Linked DNA regions of Zea mays: region 1 is linked to region 2. The links are chromatin contacts, called in public Hi-C maps. All regions are on one chromosome and are shown on one strand. The core of a region is the stretch at or near the end of the contact, and the rest is flanking DNA. Distances in the headings are between cores, read along the strand shown.

What was found. A called contact is a pair of places that touch in the nucleus more often than the background predicts.
Region 1: a contact with region 2 is called in a Hi-C map of leaf, with 7 times the contacts expected there. The contact joins the promoter of met5 here to the promoter of LOC100383111 in region 2. A contact is called at or near these places in 3 of 25 Hi-C or Micro-C datasets (ear, leaf and tassel).

What each region holds. Positions count from the first base shown.
Region 1 is chr2:10,731,747-10,738,348 of Zm-B73-REFERENCE-NAM-5.0, reverse strand. It overlaps met5 (DNA methyl transferase5), which reads right to left and starts at 1,682. Exons shown (of 20, transcript NM_001111697.2): 1 at 1,155-1,682; 2 at 942-1,038. The coding sequence starts at 1,654.
Region 2 is chr2:10,489,867-10,496,589 of Zm-B73-REFERENCE-NAM-5.0, reverse strand. LOC100383111 (Trypsin family protein) reads left to right here and starts at 3,593. Exons shown (of 6, transcript NM_001175779.1): 1 at 3,593-4,008; 2 at 5,421-5,948; 3 at 6,088-6,231. The coding sequence starts at 5,469.

The DNA of each region.
Region 1 (6,602 bases), core at 433-2,932, 240 kb before region 2:
GCATTGCATCATCAATGTTTGTGTTCAGCTGAATTACTAAGAATTTTCATCAAACTAAAATTTAAGACACAAACAACACTTTAACTTCATAAACAGGCAAATAAGACAAGAAAATTTTCAAATGCTCTCAGAGATCATAATGGATGTGATCAATGGCTGGCACCCCTTTATATTATACTCCCTCTAGTCACAAATACTTAACACATGTGAGTATTCCAATGGCACACAAGCGATTTAAACGGTGAAAATGTTGAACTTACCATTAAGTTAGCATAATTTAAAAATATTTAACAACCTAAGAATTGGAAACTATTAGAGGCTAAAGTTGTTTTTGTTCCCAAATTGTATTTAGCAAAGCTTTTTGGCAAAGCTTGATATTTATGAACTCTTTGCTCGGCGCCATAGATTTGTAAAAGGACCAAAATTCACGTTTACCGAACTTTTTTCGGAAAAATTACCAAAAAAACGGTGCGTCGAAAGTACCACCATGTATAGTGGTGGGCCTACATGCAAGCAAGGGTATTCAATTGAATACTCATTATTTTTGGCAAAACAATTATATATACATGTATATGTTATGTATATAAGCTAAAATATTATAAAAAAACATAAAATCATACTGTTTTACAGCTATTTTGTCTAAACTTTGGTTTTCACTAGCCCTCTTCATTTATGTACCGTTCAACCGATCATACAGTACAATAGTGTAATTTTAAATTGTCAAAAAATATGTTCTACCAAAAATTTGAATACTCATACTTCAAATCCTAGGCCCGCCGCTGACCATGTAACGCTGGGCGCTGACCACACGCACAACAGATTGCAAATGGACAACAAAAAACAATTAAGTGATGCTTCCTTAACAAATACATGAGCAGTGCGTAAATGAGAGCAGCAGCAGCAGCATGACAAATAAAGGCAATGAAGACGATGGGCAAAACCTTGACATAAACGTCATCCCCGAGGCAGTAGACAATGTTGTCCACCTTAGCGCTCCGGTAGTGGCACCTGGCCTTGAGCTCATCGTCCTCCTCCGGTCTGCATGCGCAATAGATTAACAAATAGCAAATTGCTCAGCTCTCAAGCAACGAACAGGGAGCAAAAATCCAGTCATAGTCATACTAAACCAGGGTAAGAAGGGAGGGACAATATACTTATTTGCGGCAGTGCTGCGCTCGTAGCGCTTGGGCCAGTTGCTGTGCGCCTCGGCCGCAGCAACGGGGCTGCCGATGAACTCGGGCACGTGGTCGCCCGAGGCGGCGGCGCTCCTTCTCCCCACCCTCTTCTTACCGGGCGACCCGGCCGCGACCGCGGCCACCACCTCCTGCATGGCCTGCTCCTCGGCCTCCGCCTCCTCCTCGCCCATGGCCAACTCCTCCTCGTCGGGCTCCTCGGCGCACACGTCGTCCACAACGGGCTCCGTCTTCTCGGTCTCCCCCTTCTTCTTCATCCCCGCCACGGCCGGTTTGGCCTGCTTGGGCGTCGGCTTGGGCTTCTTCCCGGAAGACGCCGCCTTGCGTCTGCGCTTGGCGGTGGACGCAGCCACAACCTCCTCCTCCTCCTCCTGGTTCTGGTGGATCTCCTCGGCCATGGCGGAGCGCTTCCGGCCGGAGGCGCGCGTGGGCCTAGCGGATGACGGGGAGCTTGGCGCCATGGCAAGGGATGCGGTAGCTGCTGCTGCTGCTGCTGCTCTCTAGGGTTGGGAGACGAGGGGTTTGGCAAGCTCTGGGGGTGTAGAAATCGAATCGAAGAGGATCGGTCAAATGTGGAAACAGGGCAGAGAGGAGGCGGGAGCGGCAGTGGGAAAACGAAACCCGAACCAAAAAGATGGAGGGAGCGGGAACGTCCAATTTTTTACGGCGCGGAGCCTTCTGCAGGCTGCAGCGGCCAGCGGGAGAGCCCGGATTCGAATTTTTGTTCGTCTCCCGCGAGCGCCGCAGGCTTTCGGATGTTGGCCCCTCTACCTCCAGCCCTGTCTGTCACATGAACCAGCTGTAGGGTGGCCCAAACTGTGTGGGTAGTTGGGCCTGTTTGTTTCGTTTTCAGTCGGATTATGACCATGAGACAGCTTTAGCCGTTTATGTCTTTATGAGAATCAGCTTTGTGAAAATAACTCCAATCTTTACTTTCTTATTGTAGGCGTGCACACCCGCCGTGTTCTGCCTCTCTACAGCTGTCTGCCCGCGCGCCCCCTCTCCTCCGCGATCCTCCCCCAGCGCGTCTACAGCTGTCTGCCCGCGCCCCCCCTCTCCTCCGCGATCCTCCCCCAGCGCGTAGATCCCGGCTCCGCGACGAACGCCTCCGCCCCACGCCATCCGTGCCGCCATCAAGGGATCTCCTACCACCAGCGCGTAGATCCCGTCAACCAAGCGAGTCCCGCCGTGAATGTCGCCCACCTCCCTCCGACTCCGAACGCGGGGCTTCACCAGACAAGAACGCGCCAAGCCCGATGCTCCCAGGACCACACCGCCCAAGCCGTCGAGCAAATCCGCATTGTGCAAGTGGTGGCGCAGCCTCGCGCCCGCCCTGCTCGCTGCCGCCGCTGTGGTTCGGGCCAGGAGGAGTGTTCAAAGTGGCCCTGTTTGCGGACCTGCATTATGGCGAGGACGCGTGGACGGACTGGGGCCCCGCGCAGGACGCCGCGTCCGACCGCGTCATGGCCGCCGTCCTCGACGTCGAGAACCCAGGTGCGTGCATGCGCACGCTCTCCTTTTGCTCCCCTTACCCTTTCCCTTTTCCTCCGAAAGAATCAAAGAACTGAAACGGAACTCCCTCTCTGCCTCATGGTCTCTGCGGCGGCGGAATTCGATCCACGCATCTTCGCTCAGACTTGGTGGTGTACCTCGGCGACCTGGTGACGGCCAACTGATAGTCGCCTAGAGGGGGGGTGAATAGGGCGAAACTGAAATTTACAAAAATAATCACAACTACAAGCCGGGGTTAGCGTTAGTAATAATAAATGAGTCCGCAAGAGAGGGCGCAAAACAAATCGCAAGCAAATAAGGAGAGTGACACGTGGATTTGTTTTACCGAGGTTCGGTTCTTGCAAACCTACTCCCCGTTGAGGAGGCCACAAAGGCCGGGTCTCTTTCAACCCTTCCCTCTCTCAAACGGTCCCTCGGACCGAGTGAGCTTTCCTTCTTCTCAATCAACCGGGAACAAAACTTCCCTGCAAGGGCCACCACACAATCGGTGCCTCTTGTCTCGGTTACAATTGAGTGTTGATCACAAGAGCAAAAGAGAAAGAAAGAATGCGATCCAAGCGCAAGAGCTCAAAAGAACACGGCAAATCTCTCTCGCTAGTCACTAAAGGCTTGAGTGGAATTGGAGAAGATTTGATCTCTTTGTATGTGTCTAGAATTGAATGCCTAGCTCTTGTAAGTGGTTAGAAGTTGGAAAACTTGGATGGCAATGAATGTGGGGTGGTTGGGGTATTTATAGCCCCAACCACCAAACTTGACCGTTGGCTGGAGGCTTCTGTTCGATGGCGCACCGGACAGTCCGGTGCACACCGGACAGTCCGGTGCCCCTGCCACGTCATCACTGCCGTTGGATTCTAGCCGTTGGAGCTTCTGACTTGTGGGCCCGCCTGGGTGTCCGGTGCACACCGGACATGCACTGTTTGATGTCCGGTGCACCGGTATGGGCAGCCCTGACGTCTGCGCGCGCTGCGCGCGCATTTAATGCACCGCAGGCAGCCGTTGGCGCCGCAGGGAGTCGTTGCTCCGCTGGCACACCGGACAGTCCGGTGCACACCGGACAGTCCGGTGAATTATAGCGGAGCGGCTGCCGCGCGAACCCGAGGCTGGCGAGTTCAGGAGGCCGAGCTTCCTTGGAGCACCGGACATGTCCGGTGCACACCGGACAGTCCGGTGAATTATAGCGCGCCGCCTTCCGAGAAATCCCGAGGGTGAAGAGTTTGAGTCTGAGTTCCCTGGTGCACCGGACAGGTACTGTTCACTGTCCGGTGGCACACCGGACAGTCCGGTGCGCCAGACCAGGGGTGCCCTCGGTTGCCCCTTTGCTCCTTTATTGAATCCAATACTTGATCTTTTTATTGGCTAGATGTGAACCTTTTGCACCTGTACATCTTATACACTAGAGCAAACTAGTCAGTCCAATATTTGTGTTGGGCAATTCAACCACCAAAATTATTTAGGAACTAGGTGTAAGCCTAATTCCCTTTCAATCTCCCCCTTTTTGGTGATTGATGCCAACACAAACCAAAGCAAATGTAGAAGTGCATAATTGAACTAGTTTGCATAATGTAAGTGAAAAGGTTACTTGGAATTGAGCCAATATAACTACTTACAAGATATGCAAGGAATGTTTCTTTCTTATATAACATTTTGGACCACGTTTGCACCACTTGTTTTGTTTTTGCAAAACCTTTTGTAAATCCTTTTCATAGATCTTTTGCAAATAGTCAAAGGTAAATAAATAAGAGTTTGCAAAAGCATTTTCAAGATTTGAAATTTCCTCCCCCTGTTTCAAATGCTTTTCCTTTGACTAAACAAAACTCCCCCTAAAAGAGATCCACCTCTTAGTGTTCAAGAGGGTTTTGATATACCATTTTTGAAATACTACTTTCTCCCCCTTTTGAACACAATAGGATACCAAATGATAAAGACTTTTGGAAAGCACTAAGTTTTTGAATTTGGTGGTGGTGGTGCGGTCCTTTTGCTTTGGGCTCATTTCTCCCCCTTTTTGGCATGAATCGCCAAAAACGGAATCATTAGAGCCCTTGAAGTGCAATCTTCCCCTTTGGTCATAAATAAGTGAGTTAAGATTATACCAAAGACGAAGTCCTTTTGCGTTTGAGCTTTTACTCTCTCCCCCAAGGATGAAGTCCTTTTCCTTGATGCTCATTTCTCCCCTGAAGAAGAGAGAGTTGCTCGGAGTGGTGGCGAAGTATGAGTTACGGAGTGGAAGCCTTTGTCTTCGCCGAAGACTCCAATTCCCTTTCAATATACCTATGACTTGGTTTGAAATAAACTTGAAAACACATTAGTCATAGCATATAAAAGAGATATGATCAAAGGTATTCAAAAGAGCTATGTGTGCAAGCTTAACAAAAGAAATTTCTAGAATCAAGAATATTGAGCTCATGCCTAAGTCTGGTAAAAGATTGTTCATCAAGTGGCTTGGTAAAGATATCGGCTAATTGATCTTTAGTATTAATGTAAGAAATCTCGATATCCCCCTTTTGTTGGTGATCCCTAAGAAAATGATACCGAATGGCTATGTGCTTAGTGCGGCTATGCTCGACGGGATTGTCGGCCATTTTGATTGCACTCTCATTATCACACAGCAAAGGGACTTTGGTTAATTTGTAACCGTAGTCCCGCAGGGTTTGCCTCATCCAAAGCAATTGCGCGCAACAATGTCCTGCGGCAATGTACTCGGCTTCGGCGGTGGAAAGAGCGACCGAATTTTGCTTCTTTGAAGCCCAAGACACCAAGGATCTTCCCAAGAACTGGCAAGTCCCTGATGTGCTCTTCCTATTAATTTTGCACCCCGCCCAATCGGCATCCGAATAACCAATTAAGTCAAATGTGGATCCCCGAGGGTACCAAAGCCCAAACTTAGGAGTATAAGCCAAATATCTCAAGATTCGTTTTACGGCCGTAAGGTGTGATTCCTTAGGGTCGGATTGGAATCTTGCACACATGCAAACGGAAAGCATAATGTCCGGTCGAGATGCACATAAATAAAGCAATGAACCAATCATTGACCGGTATACCTTTTGATCCACGGACTTACCTCCCGTGTCGAGGTCGAGATGCCCATTAGTTCCCATAGGTGTCTTGATGGGTTTGGCATCCTTCATCCCAAACTTGGTTAGAATGTCTTGAGTGTACTTCGTTTGGCTAATGAAGGTGCCCTCTTGGAGTTGCTTGACTTGGAATCCTAGAAAATACTTCAACTCCCCCATCATCGACATCTCGAATTTCTGTGTCATGATCCTACTAAACTCTTCACATGTAGACTCGTTAGTAGACCCAAATATAATATCATCAACATAAATTTGACATACAAACAAGTCATTTTCAAGAGTTTTAGTAAAGAGTGTAGGACCGGCCTTGTCGACTTTGAAGCCATTAGCAATAAGGAAATCTCTAAGGCATTCATACCATGCTCTTGGGGCTTGCTTGAGCCCATAAAGCGCCTTAGAGAGCCTATAAACATGGTTAGGATACTCACTGTCTTCAAAGCCGGGAGGTTGCTCAACATAGACCTCTTCCTTGATCGGTCCGTTGAGGAAGGCACTTTTCACGTCCATTTGATAGAGCTTGAAGCCATGGTAAGTAGCATAGGCCAATAATATGCGAATTGACTCAAGCCTAGCTACGGGTGCATAGGTTTCACCAAAATCCAAACCTTCGACTTGTGAATACCCTTTGGCCACGAGTCGAGCTTTGTTCCTTGTCACCACACCATGCTCATCTTGCTTGTTGCGGAAGACCCATTTGGTTCCTACAACATTTTGGTTAGAACGTGGAACTAAATGCCATACCTCGTTCCTCGTGAAATTGTTGAGCTCCTCTTGCATCGCCACCACCCAATCCGAATCTTGGAGAGCTTCCTCTACCCTGTGTGGC
Region 2 (6,723 bases), core at 2,344-4,843:
GGCGCCGAAATAGTCGTTGCTCCGCTGGTACACCGGACAGTCCGGTGCACACCGGACATGTCCGGTGAATTATAGCGGAGCGGCTGCTGCCCGTTCCCGAGGCTGGCGAGTTCCGGAGGCCGCGCTTCCTTGGAGCACCGGACACTGTCCGGTGTACACCGAACAGTCCGGTGAATTATAGCGCGCCGGCCTGAGAAATTCCCGAAGGTAGCGAGTTCGAGTTGGAGTCCTCTGGTGCACCGGACACTGTCCGGTGGTGCACCGGACAGTCCGGTGTACACCGGACAGTCCGGTGCCTCCAGACCAGAGGTGCCTTCGGTTGACTCTTTGCTCCTTTGTTGAATCCAAAACTTGATCTTTTTATTGGCTGAGTGTGAACCTTTTATACCTGTATAATCTATACACTTGAGCAAACTAGTTAGTCCAATTATTTGTGTTGGGCAATTCAACCACCAAAATTAATTAGGGACTAGGTGTGAGCCTAATTCCCTTTCAACAGTGATGGACGACGTCGATGTGGGGAGGCCGCGGCTACCGTGGACGGCGGCGGGCGACGGCGTTGGGCGGGCGCGCGGCCGTGAGCAGACGGCGGCTACCGTGGACGGCGACGGTCGTGGTCGGCGGTGGGCCTCGGCGGGCGCGCGGGCGGGGGTGGCGGCCGTGGGCGGGGTGGCGGCCGTGGGCAGGCAGCGGCCATGCGCACGGCGCGGGCGCGCGGTGCACGGGCGGGCGCGGGTAGGACGCAGGGCGACGTGGGCGGCGGCTACCGGCGGCGTGGGGCGGCGTGGGGCGGGCGTGGGGAGCGGGCAGCACGACGGCATGGGCGACGCGGCTTCGGTAGAGGAAGGTAGAAGAAACAGGAAGATAGAAGAAAGGGCCCCCGGCGTCGGTTATTTCGAATAACTCCCGTCGGCCTGGCGGCACGGTCGACAGGAGTTACTTAATCGTCGTTGGCCTGTGCGCGGGCTGACGGGAATTAATTAATCCCCGTCGGCTACGTTGACTGGCCGACGGGAATTAATTAATCACGGTCGGCTAAATTGACTGTCCGACGGGAATTAAGTTAGCCGACGGGGATGCTTTGGATTATTGTAGTGATAGTAACAATAATCGATAACAAAGTGGGTCGATTGCTGTTGTGAGGTATAATATAGACAAGCTAGGCTAGGCTAGAATCAGCCAAGCATCTCTAAATATTTTTTTCTGAAATTTATTCTCTAAATTATCATTCATAGAGTCATTTGCATAAAAACGATTTTCTATATTTTTTCTAATCTTCAACGGCATTTCTACAGTTTGTTTGCACTCTAGAGAGTCATTTAGGTTTCTATCTTTAGCTAGCGAGAAACATATAATAAAGATGACTATATTTGGATAATCATTTAAATAAGTTGTTGGAGAGTATTTTTTATATAAATATCTATTTATAATAATTAAGGGGTATTTAGGACTGTTCCACTCCATATTTTACTATGCTCCACGATTTACTTGCTAAATGGTCTAAACTTTAGGAACTCTAGTCCTGAAAAAAAACATGGGATTAATTGGTTGAGCTCCACCATTTTGGTGGAGCAGCAAAAGAGATACCCATAAAACCTGCTAACCTAGAGTTTAGATTTAATTACCCAATAATACCTCTCGTTATGAAAAACAACTATTTGATTTGTTGTTCTTTCTCTGCATCCGCCCTTATCTTCTTCTGTCTTCCCCGTGACGCTCTCATGTTTTGCTCTCCCGCACAAGTCTTTGCCACCGTCGCGACCCTCTTCTTCATGGCCCATGCCACGATCGGTGCCCTCAACGCTCTCCTGGTTGCGCTCTGTTGCTCTTCCTGGTCCCCGACGCTTCTCCATGCAGCCACCGCCGTGCTCCTCCACGCTGTGCCGCACGTGACCCTCGACATTGCCATGTCCTGCATTCTCACCTCTATGCTCTGTCGTGTTGTCTAGCCCTCCACCACTGTAGATATCGTCCGCTGCTTGTCGTCATCCCTCCTCATCCCAGACCCGCAACTAGACCTGATCATGCGCCATCTAACCCGACCCCGTCCGAAAAAAACTTGACTTGACCCGACCCGATCAATGCAACAGGTGGGTACGTGCTGTGATTTTTGTTCCAAAACCTGACCCAAAGCCAAAAAGCCCGACTCAACCCAAAAAACCTAGCCCAACACGTCAAACAGGGAGACACGGGCCATCCCAACCTGACCCGACACTAGGCACGAGTCGGGTACATGCCATAATAAATTGCCCATGACCCGACTCAACCTGGACCTGACTCGTTGTTTGGACAGGTCTACGTGCAACAGAGTAGAGGGAAGATGTTCGGCCCGCTGCTGCCATTCTACATCGAGAAACGACCAAACACGAGTGGGAGAGGCTTGAGGATCCGCCGGACGGGGTTCCCCGAGTGCGCCAGTAGCCTGCGAGCGAGCCTGCACTCTGTGCCCAGCAGCTTGCACGCCAGAAACAAGCTATTTGTTGAGTGCCAGGAGATTGTCCGAGTGGCCGAGTGCAATTTATCGGACACTCGACGAATAATGACACTCGATACAGACATCATTTGCTGAGAGCCAAACACTCGGTACAAACTAACACTTGGCAAAATAGACTTTGACTCGGCAAAGAGGGTGGCAAAGGGACCATTGGTGCTCCCTTTGCCAAGAGATAGTCCAACATACACTCGGCAAAGAGGGAGCCTTCAACGAGTGCCTCTTGGAGCACTCGACAAATGGACTAGCATGGGGACACACGAGAGCCTTCTTTGCCGACCGCTAGTCCAGTAAACACTCGATACCTCCCTTACACTCAGCAAAGCTCCGTCACCGTTATTTGATGCCGTGACGACTTTTCTTTGCTAAGTAGTAGGTGGCACTTGGTAAAATTTTTACCGCTTGTTCGACAAAATATACTTAACAAAGAAGCTATTGACGATGTATAGTTCGTCGAGATTTATTTACCGAGACACACTCAGTAAAAACTTCATGAGTGTTTCCAGCACTCAGGAAAGCAGCCCGGGCCGCCGCCGACGGACGTAGAGAAACACGAGCGGGAGCACCTCGAAGACCTCGTCGGACGGGGTCACGTAGGGCGAGCAGCTCGTCCGTTTTCGGTGCACGACCACCACTTGCTTCAGGGAGCAGTCCACAACGCGATGATGAAATCCATTGTTGTTTCAATAAAATCTCAATTTCTTTGAGTTGAAGCTAAATTATAATCAAACAGATTAAAATATTATTAAACTTTGGAGTAGAGCTACTCCGTAGAGTGAGTGAAACAGAGCTCAAATTGGTCTGCCACATTATCCACATTAAAATTTTTAGTATGATAAAGACACCGCCATCCCTTAGTCGATTTTTTCCCGATTTTGTTTGATACAGCACCGGTCTAAAAAATTCGGTTTATCGCCAACGCCACAAAAAGGGTATCCTCCCCCCAAAACCCTAACCTGCCGCGCGATCAAAGGATGCCGGAGGGCCACGTGCCGGCGCCTCCCCCGCCGGCCGGTCCAGGCCGTCCGTTTCTCCGGTGGGGACAGGACAGGGACGACTATGCAGCCACAGCTCGGCGGTCGACGCATCACACGGGCGCAACAGTATTTTAGCTGCTGCTCGTCTCATCTCTGAGACTCTGACCCAGTGACCATGATCACCTAGCCGAGCTCCGTCCCTCCATCTGCCTCTCTCTCTTTCTTCCCGCGGCCTGTGCCCCCAGATTGCCGCGGCCTCCGGCTCCGCCCCTCTCCTCCAGCACCAGCAGTCCATCTCCGGCTCTCTTCCCTCTCGTTAGGCGCTAGCTAGGCTCTAGCCCCTAGTCTGGTCCTGCCCGCTGTGCCTGTGCGGCTGTGCGTGCACAGCGAAGGCGCACAGCTAGCGGCTTCTGGCCACTGGGCGTCGCCATAAACAGTGGAGATTCCCGCCCCCATTTTCCCAATTATGGATATCCAGCGGCGACCGGGGGAGCACTGCTGAGGCCGCTCGCCCGCCCGCACGCCATTGCTCCCGTCGAGGTAAGCGCGCCGCTCCCCTTGGAATTCCTCCTGTCCGTTCCCGCCTGAAGTCCTACCGAGATCGGACCTTTTGGCCGCCGGCCGTGAACCTGGGAACGGAGCAAAGGCGGGATCTTGCCAACCCTGGCGGCTCCGGCGCCTTCTCTTGCCTTCCAGGCCGTTTCCCCCCTCCTTTTTGGTTGACCCATGGCTGGATTCATCAGTCCGCTTAGCTTTCGTCCTCGTTCATCGTTCTACCGGTGGTTGGTCCATCTGTTAGAGGCCCCCTCTGGTATTTCCACTTTTCATACCCAAACAGTGCGGGTAGGGTTCTTGATATGGCTCGGTGCGTAGTATGGCAGAGTAGAGCAACCGACATCTCCCGACAGGCGGGGTTTATCTTCTTTTGCCTTTTCGTGTACCCCTTTCCCCTTTTGAGTTCAATCGTAGCAGCAGCAGTGGCTGCTTGCTCGTTTTCTCTCTTTATTGTTTTTTTTTATTATTACTATAGATAGAAAAGCGTGTGTGCTGCTGGCAATCTGCTTTGGGTGCCTAATGCGATGGAAAGCGAGGTCCCCCCCTCCTTGTGGAGACAATCTCGGAGGCGCGGTCGACGGCTTGGCAGTTCTTGCCTTCAGCAGTTCTTGTCTTCGTCTCCGCACTCCAGAGTCCGGACTTCGCTAGAACAAGTGGATGGTTTTTTGGCTACTCCATATCAATTCCTGGCGGCGTTTTTTTTGCGCCTTTTGTTTCTGCTTTTCTCTTTCAAGAAAGCACGTGATGCCCCTGCTCGACTTCATTTTCACTGTCGGCTACCAAAATTGTGTAGGTCCACCCTACCTTATTCCCCGAGACGAGACTACTATCATTGCGAGTAGTTGTCATGTGGATTTATGCCCAATCCTGTGATGAAAGTGGGGAATTTGTGCCGTCCCTTAACCCTCATGGCAGCCCTGATTTCATATTGTCAAGTCACCATTGTCTTTGGGCAGCTCAAGCAAGAGAGGGGAGGAGACCTGAGCCATGGCTTTTGTAGATTCCTCTTATCCGTTTTATTTCTATATCAGAGTATCACACGCCTCATCCAAATGGCTGTATTTTTTTTTTCTTCGTATAGCTCATTGGCGGCGAATACCTATTCTACAACCTTTCACGATTCACAAGACACTATAAATTCAGGCTGCTTTGTTTGCGTGGCTCCCTTTGCGATCTTGCAGAATCTATTCCTGAGGAATAACAGGCTGCTCCACGACTTGCTGTTTGTTCACATATTCGCTATTTTGACCAAAGTTGCCTCCATCCATTGTATCTTGATTCTCGAAACACACTCACAGGATGGCATGCTTTCTGAGTCTTCCTGAGATTTCACGCCCTACAGCTTGGTTATCAGCCCTGAAGCTCATGTTCGCTGACTCGCTGCTTCTCATTTTTAGGGTCACAACTTATCCTACACATCGTAGCTCCGCGACCTGTTCGGCAAAATGAGGCCTTCAGATGGCAGGACGCAGCTTTCAGGCTTTGCACAATCAGATGAATCAACACTTGATGTGGAGGGGCATTGCTACCACCAGCAGTCATTCCCTTCCTCTCCATCGATGCAACCGATTGCTTCTGGCTGCACACACACAGAGAACAGCGCTGCGTACTTCTTATGGCCAACATCAAACCTGCAGCATTGTGCAGCCGAGGGACGCGCAAACTACTTCGCCAACCTTTCAAAGGGACTGTTGCCCAAGTCTGGCCGGTTGCCCAAGGGCCAGCAAGCAAATAGCTTGCTTGACTTGATGACTATAAGAGCTTTCCATAGCAAGGTGTTGCGTTGCTTTAGCCTTGGAACGGCGGTGGGCTTCCGCATCAGGAAAGGGGCTCTGACAGATATCCCCGCGATTCTTTGCTTTGTTGCTCGCAAAGTTCACAAGAAGTGGCTTAATCCGGACCAATGCCTTCCTGCCATTGTTGAGGTAGGGGAACTGTAATTAGTATGTATTTTGGATGATCGGGTTAGCCATGCTCCCAAACAACAATGCTGGTGAAGTTTTGTACTTTGAAAATCTTTTCGTCGTGGTCTGAATAGCTATCACTTAGTCGGATCATTGACAGGGTCCAGGAGGTATTTGGTGTGATGTTGACGTTGTTGAGTTCTCGTACTACGGTGCACCAGCTCAAAATCCAAAAGTGCAAATGTTCACTGAGCTTGTTGATAAGTTGTGTGGCAGTGATGAATGTATTGGCTCTGGCTCTCAGGTACACTTTTGTTCTTTTCTGCATTGATTGAATTTCAAAGTATATATCATGTGGCTTAAGGGTAGCATGCTACCATGTGGACTTGTGCAGCTGTGCACAATGATTGTATTGCACCAAACCATGTACTACCGAATTGTACTGCTGGTTTGTAAGGGTACCGTTCAATCTTGTCAAGACCCCCCTCAAGATTTACTTGTACTAGTACAAAGGGATAAATAATTGCACGACATGCATAAGATAAGATTATGCTAGGGACTGGACAGTTACTTTTTTCAGTTATTCCTACCATGCCAGGTGCGTGGCTAAATGAGCTCTTTTAAATCCTGCCAATGTTCAGTTCAGCCAACTGGATGTTCTGAACTTTTTATAAGCTATTAGAATTAGTTTACCCTATAAAATCTTTGCTATAGTATAGCAGCTAACACACCAAATCATTTGAAGTACTGCAAGTCTGCACTTTTTTTTAAGCCACACAGGAGAGCTCATGTCATT